Linked DNA regions of Oryctolagus cuniculus: region 1 is linked to region 2. Evidence: chromatin contacts called from public Hi-C data. All regions are on one chromosome and are shown on one strand. Each heading gives the region's core, a stretch centred on a gene start, on an enhancer-like site or on the middle of the called end of the contact. The rest is flanking DNA. Distances are from core to core; before and after follow the strand shown.

Region 1 (3,197 bases), core at 154-2,653, 38 kb after region 2:
GTGCAGGGCAGAAGTACTTGGGCCATCCTCCACTGCACTCCCTGGCCACAGCAGAGAGCTGGCCTGGAAGAGGGGCAACCGGGACAGAATCCAGTGCCCCGACCAGGACTAGAACCCAGTGTGCTGGTGCTGCAAGACGGAGGATTAGCCTAGTGAGCTGCGGTGCTGGCCTAACCACTTCTTTTTAACATTCGATTTGGAAGTGGAACAGCTTAATTTTCTGTATAGGAAGTTAATTAGTCACAGTTTTCCAACCTGGAGAAATAATCCTGAGGCACATTTGCAAGATTCTAATTTTCCATGTTCCACATACCTACCTGTGTCCAACACTGGATTTCTTTTTGAGTCCTGGGTCATTTGGGGTATTAACGAAACACACGGCTAAGAACAAAAACAAGTTCAGCTGGTGTGGCGGCCCAAATCACCAGCACAGGCAGCGCTCTCCCCAAGCAGGGAGATGTCTGAGCAACTGAGTGACAGCAGGGATACCTGCTCTCCCTGGCTACCTGTGTGCCCAATCCAGAGACTCTCAGACAGCTCTGGCATTGCAGGAAAGCAATTGTTTAAAATATCTGTATTCACTGAATGTGAGAAAGTAATAATGCATTAGCAGGAAACTGGACAGGAAGCAGAGCAGCTGGGACATGAACTGGTGCTCAGATGGGATGCCTGGTCCCAGGTGACAGCTTTACCTGCTATGCCACAATGCCAGCCCCCTGGTACTGCTTTAAATATACAAATTTCCCATTATCTTTCACAAACCACTACTCGATAAATGCTAAATTGGGTGATTTATGCTTGGGTTCCATCTTCCCCTAAAACTGTGTCTTAATTTTAGAAATCTTTGAGAATGTTAAGTAACTGATTTCAACTTTTCTCTGGGTAATACAATTAATTAATTATTTTAAAATCTCTTTTAAAAGTTTTGCAAGAAAAGTCTTCCCCACTGCCCAGCCACAGTGTTCCACACACCCACACCCTCCCATATGGAAAAGCACCCTGCTATCAAGACTCCCGTCTCCTTTCAAAGGTTTTTTTATTTGTACACAAGCAAATAAACCTACGCTGATATTTCATACAAAAGGTCACCCTTTGCGCTCTGTTATACCTTTGATATTTAACAGTGGGGCTCAAAGCTGTTTCCAGATAAGCACACCGGTAGCGTCTTAGCCTGTTTTTCAGTGTTGTATTATGTGAACGAACCTTAATTTAGGTACCCGTCTCATCACTGTTTCTATTCTTCCGCAGTGCTACAGTGAATAATCCCTGTCTATTTTCAAAGTGTGATGATCTTGGCCCGAGGCCCAGCTGGTAGGCTGAGCACGGTGTCCATCAAAGCCCAAATGTTCCTGTGGTGTTCAGAACCTGAGACTCATGACTCACAGGCTCCAAGGTTAGTCACTGCCACCCCGCAGCACTCAGCGGGGAAAACGCGACACCCATCACGTCTGGAGCCACAGAAGCACCCCATAGCAGGCCACAATCCAAGAAATCACCAGACTGAGTAAAAACCCCATCCAACCCTGCCAAGACACAGACTGAAAGAAATTCCCAACCCTATGGAAATAAGGCAAGACTAATTACTGTAATTAGCCGCCTGCACAATTAGAAGTGACTCAGCATATTACACAAGAGGCCCGCCTGGCCCCTTAGCAAGGCCTCTGCCACTTTCTCTCCCTCCTCAGCCCATGCCCTGCCTTCTCAGTTGAGTATGGTTTTTCTGATTCAGGCTCATTTCTTTTCAACACAATGTCACATGTGGACAGTAGGGACAGCAGCCAAACTGCCATAATCACCAACTTGTAGTATAAACTGAGATCTAATCCATCTACAGTAGAAGGCACTGATCTGAAGTCTATAGCTCAGACATTTTTATAAAAGAAAATATCATGGAACCAACACCGCAATCAAAATATGGGACAATTTTCTTCCTCCAGAAGTCCCTTTATGTCCCTGTTTCCCATCCTCCTCACCCTTCCCCCAACCATACAAACCCCACACTCCCGCCCCAGGAGGCTGATTCTGATTTCAGTGAGGGAAAATAACTGATTATCTGCTGCGAAGTAGGAAGCAGCAACTGAACTACAAAGAGCCTTCTCAGGTCCTAAAGTTCTCTAGTGTGTGTGTGGTGGGGGGAATCTACCTCACTTGCTGAATCTATATTTTACTTTCTTCTCCCTTGGATGATCACTGGATACTTTAAAAAAAAAAAAAAAACTTACATGCATTTGCAGTAATTTCCAGATTTGGTCCCAAAGTTTGTAAACTAGAGAAGCAGCAAAAAAACTAGGGTTGAAAACCATGAGCTGAGCCTAACTCTGGGTCCGTCTCTCAGTCCACTTCTTTATGAGCTAAGATGGGACTTCAAAAAAGGACATGAAAAAGTGGAATTAAAAGAGAATTTTGGGAGCCGCCTGCAGTACCAGCATCCCATATGGGTGTTGGTTGGAGTTCTGGCTGCTCCACTTCTGATCCAGCTCTCTGCTATGGCCTGGAAAAGCAGTGGAAGATGGCCCAAGTGCTTGGGCCCCTGCACACACATGGGAGACCTGGAAGAGGCTCCTGGCCCCTGGCTTTGGATCAACCCAGCTCTGGCTGTTGCAGCCATCTGGGGAGTGAACCAGAGGATGGAAGACCTCTCTCTCTCTCTGCCTCAGCCTCTAACTTTGCCTTTCAAATAAATCTTTAAAAAAGAGCGAGAGAAACAGAATTTTAGTGCAAAAAAATTTTGAAATAGTCTATCTGGGTACAGAACCGGGGTTCAGAGAGCCAGGTTGTGGTGGAGAGTTTAGAAAAGAGATGTTATGGCTGCAAAATGGAGAGTGAGATTCGGTTCCGCTGTCTCTGTGGTCAGGAAAGGCCAACAAGGCAAGGCGAGAGTGACTGCAAGGAAAAGATTTTTTAGCTAAAGGTGAGTCTGGACCAAGGACACAGATTTTGCCAATGAGCAGGGAAGATAAAAGTTCACATGACTGCTGGTAAAAGAGCACACACAGGCCCGGCTCCCTGGGGGAGAAATGGGCAACTCACCAAAGACTGCAAAGTGGGAGTCCCCATGTTCAGGCAGAGCGAATGTCCCACTGGGGTTTGAGCTTTGGGTTTTTCTCTGTGCCAATGGGGAAGGGCTTATGGTAAGGCCAGATACAGACAGGTGTTGCTGTCCCAAGAACCCCAGGAGCAAGCCTGCGGCCTGGGAA
Region 2 (2,988 bases), core at 337-2,836:
CCCTCTCACTGTCTGTAACTCTACCTTTCAAATAAATAAAATCTTAAAACACACACACACACACACACACACACAAGGGGGGCTGGCACTGTGGCATAGTGGGTAAAGCCTCTGAGGAGCTGGTATCCTATATGGACGCTGGTTCAAGTCCCAGCTGCTCTACTTCCAATACAGCTCCCTGCTAATGTGCCCAGAAAAAGCAGAAGATGACCCAAGTCCTTGGGCCCTGCACTCATGTGGGAGACCCAGAAGAAGCTCCCAGCCCCTGGCTTCAGACTGGTGCAACTCCAGCCATTGCAGCCATTTGGAGAATGAATTAGTGGATAGAAGATACTCTCTCTCTCTCTAAATCTGCCTTTTAAATAAATAAACAAATCTTAAAAAATACATAAAATAGTTAAAAGTAGAGCAAAAGAAAAAGATACCACGCACACATTAACCAAAACAAAGCTAAATTACAGATAAATTATCAGACAAGGCAGACTCTGAAGAGATAAAAAAGGGGCATAACCAATATTTTAATAAGAAATAGAAATGCTGGGGCCAGTGCTGTGGCACAATGTATTCACCTGCTGTCTGCAATGCCTGCATCTCCTGTGGGCACTGGTTTGTGTCCTGGATGTTTTCTTTCAATCTAGCACCCTGCTAATGTGCCTGGGAAAGCAGCAGCAGACGGCCTAAGTGCTTGGGCCCCTGCCACCCATGTGGGGGACACAGAGGAAGCTCCTGGTTTCTGGCTTCAGGCTGGCCCAGCACTGGCCATTGCAACCATTTGGGGAGTGAACCAGTGGGTAGAAGACCTCTCTGTGTCTCCCTCTCTCTAACTCTTTCAAATAAATAAATAAATGTTCAAAAAAAAAGAAAAGAAATATTAGCTAATAGCTGCTGTGCAAAGCAGGGTACATGCCGCATATTCTGGGGGCTAAGGACCACTAGAGCCCACCAGGGTGTGATTTTCTTTTTTTTTTTTTTTTTTAGATTTATTTATTTGAGAGAGAGAGAGAGAAATCTTCCATCTGCTGGTTCACTCCCTATATGGCCACAATGGCTAGAGCAGGTTGGTCCAAAGCCAGAAGCCAGGAACTTCTTCTGGGTCTCCTTCATGGGTGCAGGGTTCCAAGTAATTGGGCCATCCTCCACTGCTTTCCCAGGTGCATTAGCAGGGAGCTGGATTGGAAGTCGGAATAGCCGAGACTGGAACCAGCGCCCATGTGGGATGCTGGCACCGCAGGTGGAGGCTTACCCTACTACGCCTCAGCACTGGCCCCTGGGGCAGTGTCTTTCAAACTCATTCTGGTATTGCAGCCCAGGAGGTTACGACATTCCATAAGGAACTGCTCGAAATGCTAACTCATGAAAAGGAAATAAAGCATTACTTTTGTGCTACAACTGAGATGACCCTTTATACGAAACTGTCCAACAGCTAAGAAGCAGCAGATGCCAAGTTCTAAGGTAACAATTATACTTGTGTGAGAAGAACTTACAGTTGAGAAAGTTCTATCCAATTAGCCTAGTCTGCTCTGTGTGCTGGGAAGACAGCCACCCTGCATGCAGTGTTGGAATCTGCGCACTAGTCTGGCTCCCACACTACAAGGCTGCTGGGGAACACTGTGTATGAGCATCTGCCCACAGCCAGTCTGGAGTTTCCAAAAGAGAAGAGGTGAGGCAGCAGATGAGAAGAGAATAAGGGCCGGGCAGGATAGGAGAGCAGAGATTTACCAATCAGCCAAGCTACACAAAAGGCTGACTCGTGACACCATGAACCGTGGAGATTTCATGCCTTGGAGGTGACCTCTTGCCCGCGATCAGTATATGCATCAAACTGCCGCAACTGTTGCTCTTGGTGGTTATAATACCTGGAGATGCTACTGTGGGCAGCTGGCCTTTAAAGAAATACACCTGCAGTCAGTCCCTCTTAGGGATGCTGCCACAAAGGTGACGGAAATTTCAACAGGAACATCTTGGTCAGTAAATGAACAGAAGAGGGTCTGGCACTGTGGCCTACTGGGTTAAGCCACCACCTGCAGCACCAGCATCCCATACTGGCACCGGGTTGAGTTCCGGCTGCTCCACTTCCAATCCAGCTCCCTGCTATGCTCCTGGGAAAGCAGTAGAAGATGGCCCAAGGCTTTGGGCCCCTGCCACCCATGTGGGAGACCTGATGAATCTCCTGGCTCCTGGCTTCGGACTAGCCCAGCTCCGGCTGTTGTAGCCATTTGGGGAGTGAACCAGCAGAAGAAAGATTTCTGTCTCTCTCTCTCTCATTAACTCTTTCAAATAAATAAATAAATCTTTAAATTAAAAAAAGCAGTAGATACAACACAAAGTCATAAAAGCAATTATAGATGCTATAAACCTTCCCTATAAAATTATACTATAACTTATATAAAACGAGAGCCAGTGTAATAGACAAAATGGTTCCGCAAAGAAAATCATAAATAAAGCTCATGACACCACCACATACTGAAACAACTTTAAACCACATCAGCTCAGGGCCACAGCATCCCATTGGTTGGTTTTCATTCCCCTGCCAGCCTGTGGGATCCAGCAAATGCACTCTCCAAATATCTGGTCCCAGGGGCAAAAAGAAAAAAAAAAACACCATGTAGGAGTCCCAGTGAGGAACCTGTACCCTCTACCTGGCCTCCTTCCTGGGCAGCTTCCAAAGAGGCTGACTGGTGGACAGGCTGAGGTAAGGAGCTGATGCCACAGCTGACAGTAAGGCAGCCATTGCGTGCCAACCCTCGGGGTCAGCCAAGGCCAAGCAGGAATCCAGGAACTGAATCATCAGCCGTGGAAGATGTCCAGTCCCCCCTCAGAAAATGCCAAGAGTTGGCCAGTGCCCGCTCTGGGATCTCACTGCATCCCCACTCACTTCTATTGCCCCATAGGCCCCAGCTCCTCTTGGCCGGGACTGGCGCGGCAGAGCAGGCGAGACGGCACAGGGGCATGTAGCCACCTTACCTCCAAAGTTGGCCAGCCGCCCGA

What was found. Hi-C and Micro-C count contacts between places; a contact is called where the count stands out from the background.
Region 1: a contact with region 2 is called in a Hi-C map of liver, with 8 times the contacts expected there. The contact joins two enhancer-like sites. A contact is called at or near these places in 5 of 6 Hi-C or Micro-C datasets (ear pinna, liver, psoas muscle and 2 more).

The regions. Positions count from the first base shown.
Region 1 is chr13:67,541,323-67,544,519 of mOryCun1.1, forward strand. No RefSeq gene overlaps it. Among named protein-coding and RNA genes, the nearest start is that of COQ8A, 11 kb to the left of the region's middle. Within about 2 kb of position 1,404, at least 5 of the 8 cell types and tissues checked have an H3K27ac peak or open chromatin away from gene starts, as enhancers often do.
Region 2 is chr13:67,503,430-67,506,417 of mOryCun1.1, forward strand. COQ8A (coenzyme Q8A) reads right to left here. Exons shown (of 15, transcript XM_008268141.4): 4 at 2,965-2,988. Among named protein-coding and RNA genes, the nearest start is that of COQ8A, 27 kb to the right of the region's middle. Within about 2 kb of position 1,587, at least 3 of the 8 cell types and tissues checked have an H3K27ac peak or open chromatin away from gene starts, as enhancers often do.